Regions from separate parts of the Sus scrofa genome. Here region 2 is linked to region 1. Evidence: chromatin contacts called from public Hi-C data. All regions are on one chromosome and are shown on one strand. The core of a region is the stretch at or near the end of the contact, and the rest is flanking DNA. Distances in the headings are between cores, read along the strand shown. Region 1 holds the start of FXN (frataxin, mitochondrial). Region 2 overlaps TJP2 (tight junction protein 2).

What was found. Hi-C and Micro-C count contacts between places; a contact is called where the count stands out from the background.
Region 2: a Hi-C map of liver shows a contact between it and region 1, with 3 times the contacts expected there. The contact joins the enhancer-like site here to the promoter of FXN in region 1. A contact is called at or near these places in 4 of 5 promoter capture datasets (fetal liver, fetal skeletal muscle, liver and 1 more), 31 of 47 Hi-C or Micro-C datasets (adipocytes, adipose tissue, alveolar macrophages and 18 more) and 2 of 2 datasets of contacts at active chromatin or transcription factors (alveolar macrophages and skeletal muscle).

What each region holds. Positions count from the first base shown.
Region 1 is chr1:222,408,954-222,415,925 of Sscrofa11.1, reverse strand. FXN (frataxin, mitochondrial) reads right to left here and starts at 3,441. Exons shown (of 7, transcript XM_021064638.1): 1 at 3,234-3,441. The coding sequence starts at 3,401.
Region 2 is chr1:222,537,509-222,544,480 of Sscrofa11.1, reverse strand. All of the region lies in intron 2 of TJP2 (tight junction protein 2), which reads right to left. Among named protein-coding and RNA genes, the nearest start is that of TJP2, 66 kb to the right of the region's middle. Within about 2 kb of position 2,845, at least 13 of the 83 cell types and tissues checked have an H3K27ac peak or open chromatin away from gene starts, as enhancers often do. A contact at or near this core is called in fetal liver and liver, where this site is marked.

The DNA of each region.
Region 1 (6,972 bases), core at 2,192-4,691:
GTCACCTCTGCCCACTTGTTTCAGCTCCCACACTGGAAACAAGGGCCCTCTCCACAGTCTGTTTGGTGGCACGTTTTTTTCACATCTTTGTGCCTTTTGTTGGTGATTTCACTGTTGAAAGTGGCCATCGAAGTGCTGAAGTGCCGCTGTTGGTGTTTCTCTGTGCGAGAGGACTGCGATGGGCCTTGGGGAAAAAACACGTGGGTTGGATAAGCTTGGTTCAGCCCTGAGTTCTAGTGCTGTTGGCTGTGAGTGCAATGTCAGGGCATCAGCAAAATATATTAACAAGGTGTCTTTAAAAAAAAAAAAAAAAAAAAGAGGCGTTCCTGTTATGGCGCAGTGGAAACAAATCTGACTAGGAACCATGAGGTTGTGGGTTCGATCCCTGGCCTCACCAAATGGGTTAAGGATCTGGCATTGCCGTGAGCTGTAGTGTGGGTCACAGACGAGGCTTAGATCCCGTGTTGCTGTGTCTGTGGCGTAGGCCAGCGGCTTCAACTCTGATTAGACCCCTTTCTTTCTTTTTTTTTTTTTTTTTTTGTCCTTTTACTTTTTTCTAGGGCCACACCCATGGCATATGGAGGTTCCCAGGCTAGGGGTCTAATTGGAGCTGTAGCTGCCAAGCCTATGCCACAGCCACAGCAACACGGGATCTGAGCCGCGTCTGCAACCTACACCACAGCTCACGGCAATGCCGGATCCTTAACCCACTGAGCAAGGCCAGGCAGGGATTGAACCCGCAACCTCGTGGTTCTTACTTGGATTTGTTAATCACTGAGCCATGACAGGAATTCCCTATTCAGCTGTTTTTATTCACATGAGGAACAGCGCCCCAGGTTCCCTGCCTCTGTCTCTTACCTCTTCTTCCTGATCTAACATTCCCTGGGTAACTGCTGAAAGTCCCAGCTTCTGCTACCTTCTCTGAAGGCCGGGATCATACAGCCTGGTTACGAGGATTCAACAAGAGGACACTGATACTCTTAACATGGGGCCTGAGGGTGTTCAATGTCTATATTTTTTTTATTTTTTGTCTTTTTAGGGCCGCATGCACGGCATATGGAGGTTCCCAGGCTAGGGGTTGAATTGGAGCTGTAGCTGCTGGCCTAAGCCACAGCCACAGCCACACGGGATCCTTAACCCACTGAGCAAGGCCAGGGATTGAACCTGTGTCTTCACGATGCTAGTCAGATTTGTTTCCTCTGAGCCACGATGGGAACTCCTTGATGTCTGTTTTGAAGCAGGTCAGCAGAAGTGTGGGGAGGGAAGAGGTCAGAAACGAAAATCCTGTCCTTGCCCCAAAGAGTAGCTGTCTTTCTCTGCCTGAGGGAGGCAGATGGAGTTCATGGGGGGAAGGCGGTATCACGAGTGCTCCCCCAAAGCCACCCAGGTCACCCGGAGCCCTTGGACCATGTGTTGGCGGTATGTCTGCCTACTCAAGTCACCAGGGTTCAGTGATGCAGTCAGCTCAGCACAGGGCTGGCTCAAGGGAGACCTTGGAGGGAATACCAGATAGTTCTAGGCCCACAGGCTTGAGCTCAGGCCCTGGAACCACATGACCCAACAAAGGCAGAATCCTGCTGAGGCCTGGCCTGATGGCCAGCAGGGAGGCCAGCCTTCCCCCACGGGTCCCCTTGGTCCCCTGGGCCTTGTCAAACCACAAGCTTGAAGTGTGAATGGGTTGTCCTCCAGTACTGGGGAAGACGTAGCAGTACAACCACTCTTTGCATCAAGTGCGTGGAACGTTTGCCAGCCCCTCGCTCAGCAATGCCAGGCTGAAGACTTCACCCCAAAGGCAGTTCTGTCCACTCACAGGAATGCCCACTGCAGCACCACTGTAAGAGCAGCCTATAGGACTCAACCGGAGCCTGGACAAGGTGGAACATACTCACCCAACCGGCATGATCCAGCAGAGAAAGCAAATAAATGGACAGCGGCATGATCCAGCAGAGAAAGCAAATAAATGGACAGCTGTGTGCATCAACAAAATCTCAAAACTGACACTTGATCACAAGGAGCAAGTCTCAGCAGAATAAACACAGCAACAAGTCTGTGTTCTGCAGAAGGGAAGTGTGGGACCTGTGTGGCTATAACCGCCTAGTTTTCCTGAGAAGAGGGGAGATCCACGATCCCAACTTTGAGTGTTGGCAACCTACCCCAGTGTTTCTTCACAGAAGGCCAAATAACACATGCCAGTGGGAGGTTTAAGCGGAAAGTCCAAGTTCCGGAGCTCCACCAACACTGTGTGTTGGATTTCACCTGCCACCTCCATCACCAAGCCCATCCGGTCACCAGCCACTTAGAGCTGATCTCTAGTCCGCTGCCCAGGCCTTTGCCCACAAGGTCTTCTCCTGAAGGCCAGCACGGCTCCCTAACATCATCAGACCCGGATTAAACATCCTCCCAGGCAGCCTTAATCCCACAGCTTTTCTTTGGGCTTCCTCCTTTCTAGTCGTGGAGTAACTGGGTCAGATATTTCTTTTGTATCCTCGGGGGAAGAAAGTGAACTGCTGAAGACTTTATATATGTTAATTAAACCTCATGCCTGCTTGGCAAAATGGGAATCTCCTCTTCATGGAAAAGGAAGCCACGCCTCAGAGTTCCCAGGATCCCCCGAAGGGTCACCCACCATGTGGAGTCGAGGAAGGAGCTAGAATTTGGAACCCAGGCCCAATCTAAAAGCCCCGCTGCTCCAGTGACTGTGCTCTGAAAGCTTGACATCTTCACGTCGCTCGATGAAAGCATTTTTGTTCATAAAAGCCCATGCCTAAAAAAATCACTCTGATAGTATACATATTTATATAATATACTATTATATTGATATATATTTTATTGAAATAGTCCTATGTACTGGGTACTAATAGTACAGATAATATACATATAGGAATATTACAGTAACTAGCACTTAATTATTACTTAAGTTCTCGCAAAGAGGTGACAAGCTTAGAGTCACCCCTGGTCCCTAAGAGCCGACCCCGTGCACCTTCCCTGCCTTTGCCCGCGCAGTTCCCGCAGCTGAATTGCAGGAAAAAACAGTCTCTTTTCCCCGGAAAGCGGAAGCCAGTACAAAAGACTCTCTGAGAAACCAAGACTAGGGGTCTCACCGCAAGGTGCCGCCGCCTCCCGCCCCCGCCCGAACGCGGCCCCAAAGGAGCGGGTGCGAGCGCGCGTTCCCGGCGTGCGCGGCCTCCTTGTTCCGGCGTGTGGCCCTGTCGGCTGCCGGCGCAGATACTCACCGACTGGTTGCGTGCGCGGGCCGCGGCGGTCCCGGTGCGCAGACCCCGGCAGCCATAAGGCTGGGGATCTTTCGTCGGCCGCGGAGCCCCGGCGCGGGCCTGGGCAGAGCCTCGGGGCCCGGAGCGGGGAAGGAAGCCGGCAGCCGCTCGGCGTCCGAGCGTCCACATGTCCCTCGCGATCTGCAGCCGCTCCGCCCTCCTGCTCGGGGGAAGGCAGGCGCCACCTGGTGGTCACGGGTCGCAGCCGCAGGCGCGAGCTCCCCTTTTCTGTGGGCTTGGGAAACGGCCAGATGTTACACTTTAGGAAGAACTTGCCAGCCTTGCACCACCTCTGCATTTAACAAAAATAGAGAGGCTGCTTTGTGCAAGGCAGAGGGCTTATCCCTTGGGCAACATAGTGAATGCAATACTAAGGTCCCCAACTCCAAGACCAGCTTAGTGACCTGCTGCTCCAGAATTTTATGCAGAAAGGATTTGGGAACTGCAGTTTTGCTGTGAACTGGACGGAATTCAGGTCTTGAAGCTGCTTGGCCGCCCGTATAAATTATAGCAGAAGAGTGCAGACAGGAAACGGATTGCTTGGTTTAAATTTGAACTCTGCCTACTTCCTACCTGTGTGACCAGTGAGGAAGTTAATTAACCTCTCTGTGCCTCATCTGTAAAATGGGGTATAAAAGTCTCTACTTCATACGGTGGTTGTAAGGATAAAATGAGTTAATCCATGTAAAGTTTTCTTGGAAAGGCCCTTAATCCTGTTAAGCCCACAATAAATATTAATATGTTAATACATTTTAAAAGAAAATTCTAGGAGCTTCCGTTATGGCTCAGCAGAAACAAACCTGACAGTATCCTTGTGGATGTGGGTTCAATCCCTGGTTTTGCTCAGTGGGTTAAGGATCTGGTGTTGCAGTGAGCTGTGATGTAGGTCAAAGACGTGGATAGGATCTGGCATTGCTGTGGCTGTGGCATAGGCAGCTACGGCTCTGATTTGATTCCTAGCCTGGGAACTTCCATATGCTGCAGGTGAGGCCCTAAAAAGACCAAAAATAAGTAAGTAAAAATAAAAGAAAATTCTACTTAGTTTGTGTATTGCAAAGGAATACAAATTATGGAAGTTCTTTTATATTTGAATATATGCTTTAGAAAATGTCAACTATGCATACTAGAGAATATCATCTTTATGGGAAAGATAGTGGATAGAGGAGATACAAAGTGTCAAATTTCTTCCAAAGCCATCTCAGTATTTTATGAACAGAGGAGATAAAACATCTGTATAAATAGGATAATGACAAGTGTTAAAGAAGAACATGAACTACTGGGTGTTGGTGTTGCACGGGAGAGCATATACAAGTAGGGGTGGGGGCAATCAAGGACGTCGTCATGGAGGAAGTGGCAGGGCCTTGAAAAAATAGGGTAGAGGAAGTGGGATTTGACTGCCTATCTGACAGGGTATTCTTTTGGATCTGAGATGTTCTCCTGTATTCAATTAATTTTAAGCAGCCATATACTGAGCACCTGTTATGTATATGCCAGGCATGGAGAAGTCATTTCTCCCCCATAAAGTATGTGGAAATATTTATGATTGTCACAGTTGGGAGTAGGGTGCATGTGTGTGCTAACGGCATCAAGTGGGTAGAGCCCAGGTATACTGTTAGACATCCTGCTATGCATAGGAAGCCCCCCGCCCCCAACACAGAGTCATCCAGACCAAAATGTCAGTGGTGCCAAGTCTGAGAAGAACCCACTGAAGCCACATGGGAAGAATCCATTGGCGGCAAAGGGAAGTGTGTTGGTTGTTGGCCTTGGCCCCAGGCCCATCCTCACATACTCAGAATGTCAAAATATACTTAGAGAGTTGCACTCTGATTAACCAGCATGCTTAGCATGTTCTGGCATGGAAAGGGCCCAGGCACCTGCTCCAGCTCCTGGCAAAGTTGATACCACTGCCCTTGCCTTTTTGGCCAAGGAAACAGGCTCAGAGGAGCAGAGCAGAGAATATTAAAGCCTCCAAGAATTTGTCCTTCTCCAGATCCTGAGAGGTTGTCAAAGAGAATTGGGCTTACCAGATAAGAGGCTAAAGCCCCATGGCTATACACAGCTGTGGAGGGACCCTGTAGGACCCAGTGCCTTTAGGAATGCAAATTCTCAGGTCTTATCCAGACTCTAGGAGTAAGGCCCAGAAATCTGTGTTTTAATGAGACCTCCAGGGAAATCTAAAGTGCCCTGAGTTTTGAGAACCTGCAGTAGGGTACATTTTGAACACAAATGTGAATTAAGCCAGTGTCACAGAGTGATCTTTTTTTGTATGTGTATGTCTGCATCTGTGGCATGTGAAATTCCCAGGCCAGGGATTGAACCCATATCATAGCAGTAACCAGAGCCACCGCAGTGACACTGCCCCATTCTTAACCTGCTGAGTCATCAGGGAACTCCATGAGGTGATCTTTCTAAAAGTCTAAACCTTCAAAGTGAATCTCACCATTAGTTCCCTTTCCCCACTCAAAGCAAGATATGTGCTTTTGGGGTTCCCATTGTGGCTCAGAGGGTTAAGAACCTTGACATAGTCTCTGTGAGGATGTGGGTTCAACCCCTGGCCTCACTCAGTGGGTTAAGCATCCAGCATTGCTGTGAGCTGTTGTGCAGGACACAGATGCGGCTTGGATCTGATGTTGCTGTGGCTGTGGCATGAGCCAGCAGCTGCAGCTCTGATTTGAACTCTAGCCTGGGAACATCCATATGCTGTGAGTGTGGCGCTAAAAGGGGAAAAAAAAAAAAATGCATGTTCTTTCCACACCCTTCCGTGTACCCTACTCCCTACCCTCCAGGTAATGAGTGCACCAGTTAGGTTTTGCTGAGTATAACAGAGAACAGGAAAATAATGTTTTAAGCAATTCAGAAGTTTATTTCTCTTTCACATCCAAAGATGTTGAGAAATTGGCATCCAGGGTTCTTGGGCAGTTCAGCCAAGTTATGAGAGATCCAGGCCCCTTCCAGCTTTCCACTCTGCCATCTGAGGTGTGGCCCTGGTCCCCATAGTCCAAAATAGCTGCTAGTCGGTCAGCCACCATTTGTGTATTCTAGGCAGCAGGGTGGGGAGAAAGGCATCCTCTCCCATTAAAGGACACATTCTGGAATTTCCACCTAATACTTTTACTTGCATCTGACAGGCTAGAAATTAATCATGTGACCTTACCAAGCTGCAAGGGAATAGGGTCATTTAGCAGCCAATGTGTTCAATGAAATTTTAGAAATCCTGTTATTACAAAAAGGGAGAATGGACATTAGAAGGCATCTGGACATCTTTGCCTTTGCAAACTACTCACAATTCCCAGAACCTGCCATGCTTTTGTTCCCTTCTGGGTCATCCCTTCTGTTGTTCCCTAGTTTTCCATCTCTTTGCCTGGTATGGGAGGCTGGATTTCCCAAGGAGGACCATGTCAATATTTATCCCATCTCACATGGACTCCAAAGGCTTTCATGCTGTATATGCCAAAGGATAAAGCTTCCTCTTAACTCTCTCATTTTGGTTTTTTTTTTTTGTCTTTTTTTTTTTTTTTTTTTTTTTTTTGGTCTTTTTAGGGCTGCACCCTCGGCATATGGAGGTTTCCAGTCTAAGGGTCTAATCGGAGCTATAGCCGCTGCCTATACCACAGCCACAGCAATGCAATATTCAAGCTGCATCTATGACCTACACCACAGCTCACAGCAACAGCAGATCCTTAACCCATTGAGTAAGGCC
Region 2 (6,972 bases), core at 1,596-4,095, 130 kb before region 1:
GAGCCACAACGGCACTCCAAGAATGGATATATGTGTATGTATAACTGAAGCACTTTGCTGTACACTTGAAACTGATACCACATTGTAAGACACCTATACTCTAATAATTTTTTAAAAATGCACTACCAAGAGTGCTCATCTGGGGAGTTTCCACTGTGGCTCAGTGGTAACAAACCTGACTAGTATCCATGAGGATTCCAGTTCAGTCCCTGGCCTCCCTCAGTGGGTTAGGGATCCAGCACTGCTGTAGCTGTGGCTCAGGACAACAGCTGTAGCTCCAATTCAACCCCTAATCCTCGAACTTCCATATGCCGCAAGTGCGGCCCTAAAAAGCAAAAAAAAAAAAAAAAAAGAGAGCGAGAAAGAAAAAGGAAAGAGTGCTCATCTAAATATGAGCAACAACCAAAACTTGTCTATGAAAGAATATTCAGGGAAGGACTTTTATCACATCTGCCAAGAGGACTCAAGCTTCTGCTTTCCTAGCCGTTGGGACTGGGGGAACAGACAGCTGCACCACAGGCTGAGCTCTCTCCAGCTGGTCTGGTCTGTCAGTGAATCCCAGTTTGTCACCAACCAGCTATAAAATTTCTAAGTTCTCTGAACATCAAGGGTGGTGTGAAGATCAAAGACTCTTGTGAAGATCAAGTGAGAATTTTATGCAGAAATTTTTACAAACCATGAAGTTTCACACAAATCTACTTCCTTAATTAAAGAAATCTCACTCTTAAAAAAAAAAAAGGCAACTGTGGTAATGTTTCATGAGACATTTTTTAAATATATGGCATTTAGTCACTTAATACTTGAGTATCTACTGTGAGTCAGGCTTTGAAAACAAAGGCCTATGGGCATTGTTAAGCATAGCCCCCCACCCTCACAGGATGCTTTTTTTAGGATGTAGAAAGGCCTAGAACAGTCCAGAGAACAATGGCAGTTAATGTGTACTGAACTGGGGTATCCGTTACTGATCTGTCTATCGGCCTTTCCAAATCCCCTGAGTCAGAGGAACATCATTAATTCCTCCCCTGCCCGACATTTCTTCAAGACTTCAACCATGACAGTGATTTATCATAACTTTAAAGTTTTCCCCAATAGGAAAGAATGAACTGTTTGCAAAATAGCCAACAACTGGGAAATACAACCAACAGTATTTGTTCCCAAGCTGGAAACCCAGGGCATAAATAAGAATATCCAAAACCTAGAAAGCAACGTTTTATCATAGAGGGACATCTCACTTTTAGGGCCTTTCTACACCCCCAAAATAAAATGTGTTTTGATGTACACTTTCTCCGTTTTCTTGTACTTAAGTTACTGCTTAACCGGGAGGACGTCTACATTCATAACTTCTCAATTGGCCCCTGTTAGCAGTCACCTTCCTAGACCGAAACCAGAAGCAAATCACCCCTTCAGTCCTCAGACTCACCCTCTTCTCCATCCAGCTTTCCCACAGCCAAGAGGGACCCCAGACAAGAGCGTCCTTATAAAGCCAGAATTTTTCACAACCCAGCATCTGACATACCTATTCCCAGATGGAAGAAGAATAGGCCAGAAACCCAGCACCCTGTTTTTGGAAGTTCTAAACCAGGGCGGAGCAAACACTTTCTTAAGGGGCCACATAGTACACATTTTTGGCTCTGCAGGTAAGAGGATATTACCTCTTATACAACCATTTCAAATGTAACCATTTAGGGAATTCCTGTCGTGGCGCCGTGGTTAACGAATCTGACTAGGAACCATGAGGTTGTGGGTTCGATCCCTGGCCTCAATCAGTGGGTTAATCAGCATTGCCATGAGCTGTGGTGTAGGTCACAGAGCCGGCTTGGATCTCACATTTCTGTGGCTCTGGTGTAGGCCGGTGGCTTACAGCTCCGATTGGACCCCTAGCCTGGGAACTTCCATATGCCGCAGGAAGGCCCTAGAAAAGGCAAAAAGACAAAAATAAATAAAATAATCAATCGCTGGCCTCGCTCAGCGGGTTAAGGATGCAGTGTTGCTGTGAGCTGTGGTGTCCCAGACTGAGCTTGGATCTGATCTTGCTGTGGCTGTGGTGTAGGCCAGCAGCTACAGCTCTGATTTGACCCCCATCATGGAAACCTCCATATGCCAAGGGCGCAGCCCTAAAAAGACAAAAAATAAAATAAAAATTAAAAAAATGAAACATAACCATTTAATCCAGCGTGTCACTACAGCAGCTGGGGTTGCTGCTGTGGTGTGGGTTCCATCCCTGGCCGGGAGAACGTTCACGTGCTATGTGCCACAAGAGGGCCTCCCTCCACCACCACCAAAAAAAATGCAACCGTTTAAAAAGGTAGGAACAATTCTTGGAGAGCAGGCAGGAAAAAATACACCACCACCACCCAACCAACAAGGCAGCTGGCTGTAGTTTGCTAACCCCTAGTCCACATTTCTGCAAAATTTAGTTAATTGACTGCTAACAGATGTGCAGGTATCTGTCCACCAAGACACAAAGTTTACCCAGCAAGGTGCTCACAACTAGCACCGAGGGAGGTTCACACACTTGATTCCTGCTTTCCTCCACCTTGATTTTTTCACTTCTATCTTCAATAAGCCTTCGGACTGTTCTCGGCATCCAGACACTATTTGGGGATAACCTTGTTTCATTTGCTTGTTTCTGTCTTTACTTAATGAGGGCTAAGTCATTAGTGGGTGCATAATCCAAAAGTCAGGTCAATTCAGAGTGAACTACACTTGGTTTCTGGTAGCAATGGAATGTCTCTGGTTATATTTTACCTTGGGAAAAAAAAAACAAACCTGAACTTGTTCTCTGTTTCCAATCATATACTGCAGGGGAAGCTGGCCTGAGATCAAAATCCTGCTTCAGATAATCCTGCAAGTGGATAATTAACTACAGGTGGTAGCATTATCAACCTGCATGTTGGGCAAGACACTGTGTGAAAAAATGTGTTACACACAAAGAAGTAAAAGCCTTGGCTCCTGATCTCAAGCTGGGTTGCTGTCTGTGCACTCTCACAAAAAGACAGTGACGATTTGGCACCCACAGCCCCAAGGCAAATGCCACTTGAGGAGAAATTTTTATTTTATTTTATTTTATTTTTTTTTTGTCTTTTGTCTTTTTTGTTGTTGTTGTTATTGTTGCTATTTCTCGGGCCGCTCCCGCGGCATATGAAGGTTCCCAGGCTAGGGGCTGAATTGGAGCTGCAGCCACCAGCCTACGCCAGAGCCACGGCAACGCGGGATCCGAGCCGCGTCTGCAACCTTCACCACAGCTCACGGCAACGCTGGATCGTTAACCCACTGAGCAAGGGCAGGGATCGAACCCGCAACCTCATGGTTCCTAGTCGGATTCGTTAACCACTGCGCCACGACGGGAACTCCCTCTTGAGGAGAAATTTTTAAAAGAGAGGGTGAAAACACTAGAAGTTTCCACTGCCTACCATGAAGTCTGTCTGACTCAGAATCCGGTCAGAAATATATATCCAGCCTTTGTCATGGCTGAGCTTAGAACCAAAAATCAACACTTCAAATAGTGTCAGCCTTAGTAGGCTATCTATGAAAGTTCATCAAACTCATCAATTCTGGGTCTTGGGGGGAAGAAAGCCATGTAGTGAAGCAGTGAAGAAAAGACAAAAGCACTCTTAATTCCAGGGGGGACAGGAAAGAAACAGTTTGCACTTAGAAGCTTCCAACTCTTTTTACCCCATGGGCTTGGCTGCTCTGGTTTTCAATATCCTCCTACCCTAAAGCATCCAAAGGTGAACCCCCAGGACTCCATAACATCTGCTCCATCACCAAAATTCCCTCTCTATCTGTACCATCAACAGGAATTCAACAATATATTCCATCTCAGCTAGATAGCACAAAGAGCTGACCTACTTCACACTAAAGTGTGAATGTCTGGTAACCTCTTAGAGGTATTTGATGTTTTTCAAAGGATAGACTCTTACCCTGAGAAAACTTGTGATGGGATTCTCATCCTTAACAGGGATGTTCCCCAAAAAAGCAGCACATCTAAGACGAATGTTCTTCTGAATCCCACAACCATATACTTGGTAGCCACAACAAGTTTTTCTTAACATGAGCAACAACTGTTTTCTGTGGGAAACAGCCTCTAGTTAGTCAATTCTAACTAGAGGCTGTAGACTTGAAGAGACTCTGTTTCACCTGGCAAGACAGTCTTAACATTTCTGTAACAACTGTGATTTAAGTTAGTTGTCTATGTAATCTACTTACCCGTAAGGCTGTGTCTCACTCATCTTAGTCTTTGGGGGTGTCCTACAGTAATGGACACACATGGGTCACTTAAGAATGAAAACACCTCTTAAAAACATTGATATGTTAATCGCAACTCACAATTCCCTAGAGGAAAATTTCCATATATTACTACTGTATAGCATAGGGAACTATATCCAACTTCTTGTGTAGAACATGATGGAGAATAATATGAGAAAAAGAATGTGTGTGTGTGTATATATAGGTATGTGTATACACACACACACACACATATATATGACTGAGTTCCTTGGTGTACAGCAGAAATTTTCACAACATTGTAAATCAACTATACATTAAAAATTTCTTTCAACCCCTTGCCTGGGAACCTCCATATGCAGCAGGTGAGGCCCTAAAAAGATCAAAACAATAAAAAGAGAAAAAAGCTAAAAACAACCACCCCAAAAAATTTCTATATACTTTCAGTGATAATGTGTAAAATCCTACAAATCAACAGAGGGCTGCTATTTTCTTTTATTTCTCTGCTCATCTGATTCTAAAAAGCAGAGGCTGGTGGAATGGAAAAAATCTACAGGTTTCAAGTGAATTAAATGGACTTTGGCTCAAATTCCCACCCTGTCACACACGCCATGTGACATGAACAAGTTGCTTAACATTTCTGAACCTCAATGTCCTCACCTATGAAATCAGGTTTTAACGTCTACGCGCTCACTTGGTGGGGAGGACTCGATGAGGTCTATACCAGGGCTAACATGCATCACCCACAAGGCTTCCTTCTCTCACTTCACTAGAGAAAAGCCTGACCTGAGCCCCCACAGGATTAGACATTTTACAGAAACACCAGGAGTTGTGCTGGACACTTGAGAGCAAGCCAATGAACAACTGAGAGAAAACACAGCTGGACCAATCTCATTTCAGTTTTTGTGGGACTTCTCCGTTCTCTTCCTTTCACCTTCCCTCATTTACTGAGCAACTATTCTGTGCCTGGACTAGTAATGCCAAGAACCAGACTTGTCCCCGGAACTCACAATCCACCCGCCAAGGTTAAAAGTGACACCCCTAGCAACATGAGACAGAGTCCAGGCCTCGCTGAAAACACACTGCTCTTCTGAAAGGATAAACACATACACTGAAGTTTATATCTAGCTGAGGATAGTGTTTGCGGTTCTAAAACATTTTTCCAAGCATTTGTTTTTTTTGTTGTTGTTGTTGTTGTTATTGTTTTGGGGGCCGCACCTGCAGCATATGGAGGTTCCCAGGCTAGGGGTCCAATCAGAGCTGAAACTACACTGGCCTACACCACAGCCACAGCAACACAGGATCTGAGCCGCATCTGCCATATACCCCACAGCTCACAGCAACACTGGATCCTTAACCCACTAAGCGAAAGCAGCGATTGAACCTGCGTCCTCATGATGCTAATCAGGTTCAGGGGTTCTCTAACCTCTGAACCATGATGGGAACTCCAAGCATTTGTTTTGATTAAGCTCATTTCAATTAAAAAGCTTATGGGTGGGGGGATATGAAAGCTTATGCTGCTTCTCATGAAGATAATGGATGTCCATGTAGCAGACTACAAAAACAGAGCCAACATATCCAAATGGGAAGAGATGAAAGAGACACGCAGACAGACAGACATGACAGCACCCTAGTTTCTAAGGACAATCAGCTGCATAAATCATTATTCCAAATATAAAGCCAAAAGGGCAAAGCTGATGATTGTCTGGAATGATACGACTGCTGTTCTCTCAGGATGGTTCACTGCTGAGGATATAATCCAATCAGGTCAACATTTCTATGGAATCATCCAATCACACTCAAAGACAACTTCGAGCAATGCAAATGTTACTCAGAGCTTATTACTACACTAAGCCAAAGGAGCTTCCTTCCCCCCCAGCAACATGTGTACTCTCCTTGGCTCCTGTTCTATTAATAGGCCAGAGAGACTCTTTAAGGCAGAGCATACTGACTGCAAATATTCTGAGGTGATAAACAGCAAAAACATTACCAATGTATGATTTCTACACAAAGTAAATCACAAAAACAAAATTTAAGAAATTCAGAAAGCTGAGCAATGCCTGAACTAATTTTATTTTCAAGCTAGTTCTGGTTCCTCACATTTTGTAAAGAAATAGCCCACAGAGAACTTTATCTTTAAAAAGCCAGTGGCTAATCAGTTCCCAAATGTGAAGAGGTTTCAAGGACTGAGGAGGATACGCAATGTCAGCTGCCTTTCCCTAAGCTTTTGTGGAATCAGTTCATGCCAGAACTTGACTTTTTTAATTTTTAAAGGATAATTTCAAATAAAAATAAAAGCCATTTTACAAAAATACACAAAGCAGCACTACACATTCCTTCCTCGGGCTGTAACGCTATTAGCTGAAATATTTATAGACCCCTGGATCAGAAATACATATATGTTTAAAACCAATCATTTCTGTGGAAGGAGTGAATTGGGTCAGTGCCCTTAAGAAGCTCCCCTTCAGCTCTATTTTCTGCTCTCCAAACAAAGAAAGCCTTTGTGCATTGTATTAGCCACTGTAAACTGTTTGGACACCCATTGTCAGCCCTGGCTGACTGGATCGGTCTGGTGAAAAAGAGATAAAACAGGAGATCCTGTCAATATATTTCTAGCACATTCAAATCTAAGCACGCCAGCTCACCCTAACTGAGAAACCAGTGGCTAGGATGAAGTTACTGCTCATGCTTATCTTGACCCTTGGAATATTTGATTTCCTTATCGCTTCAAATTTCTCCGCAAGG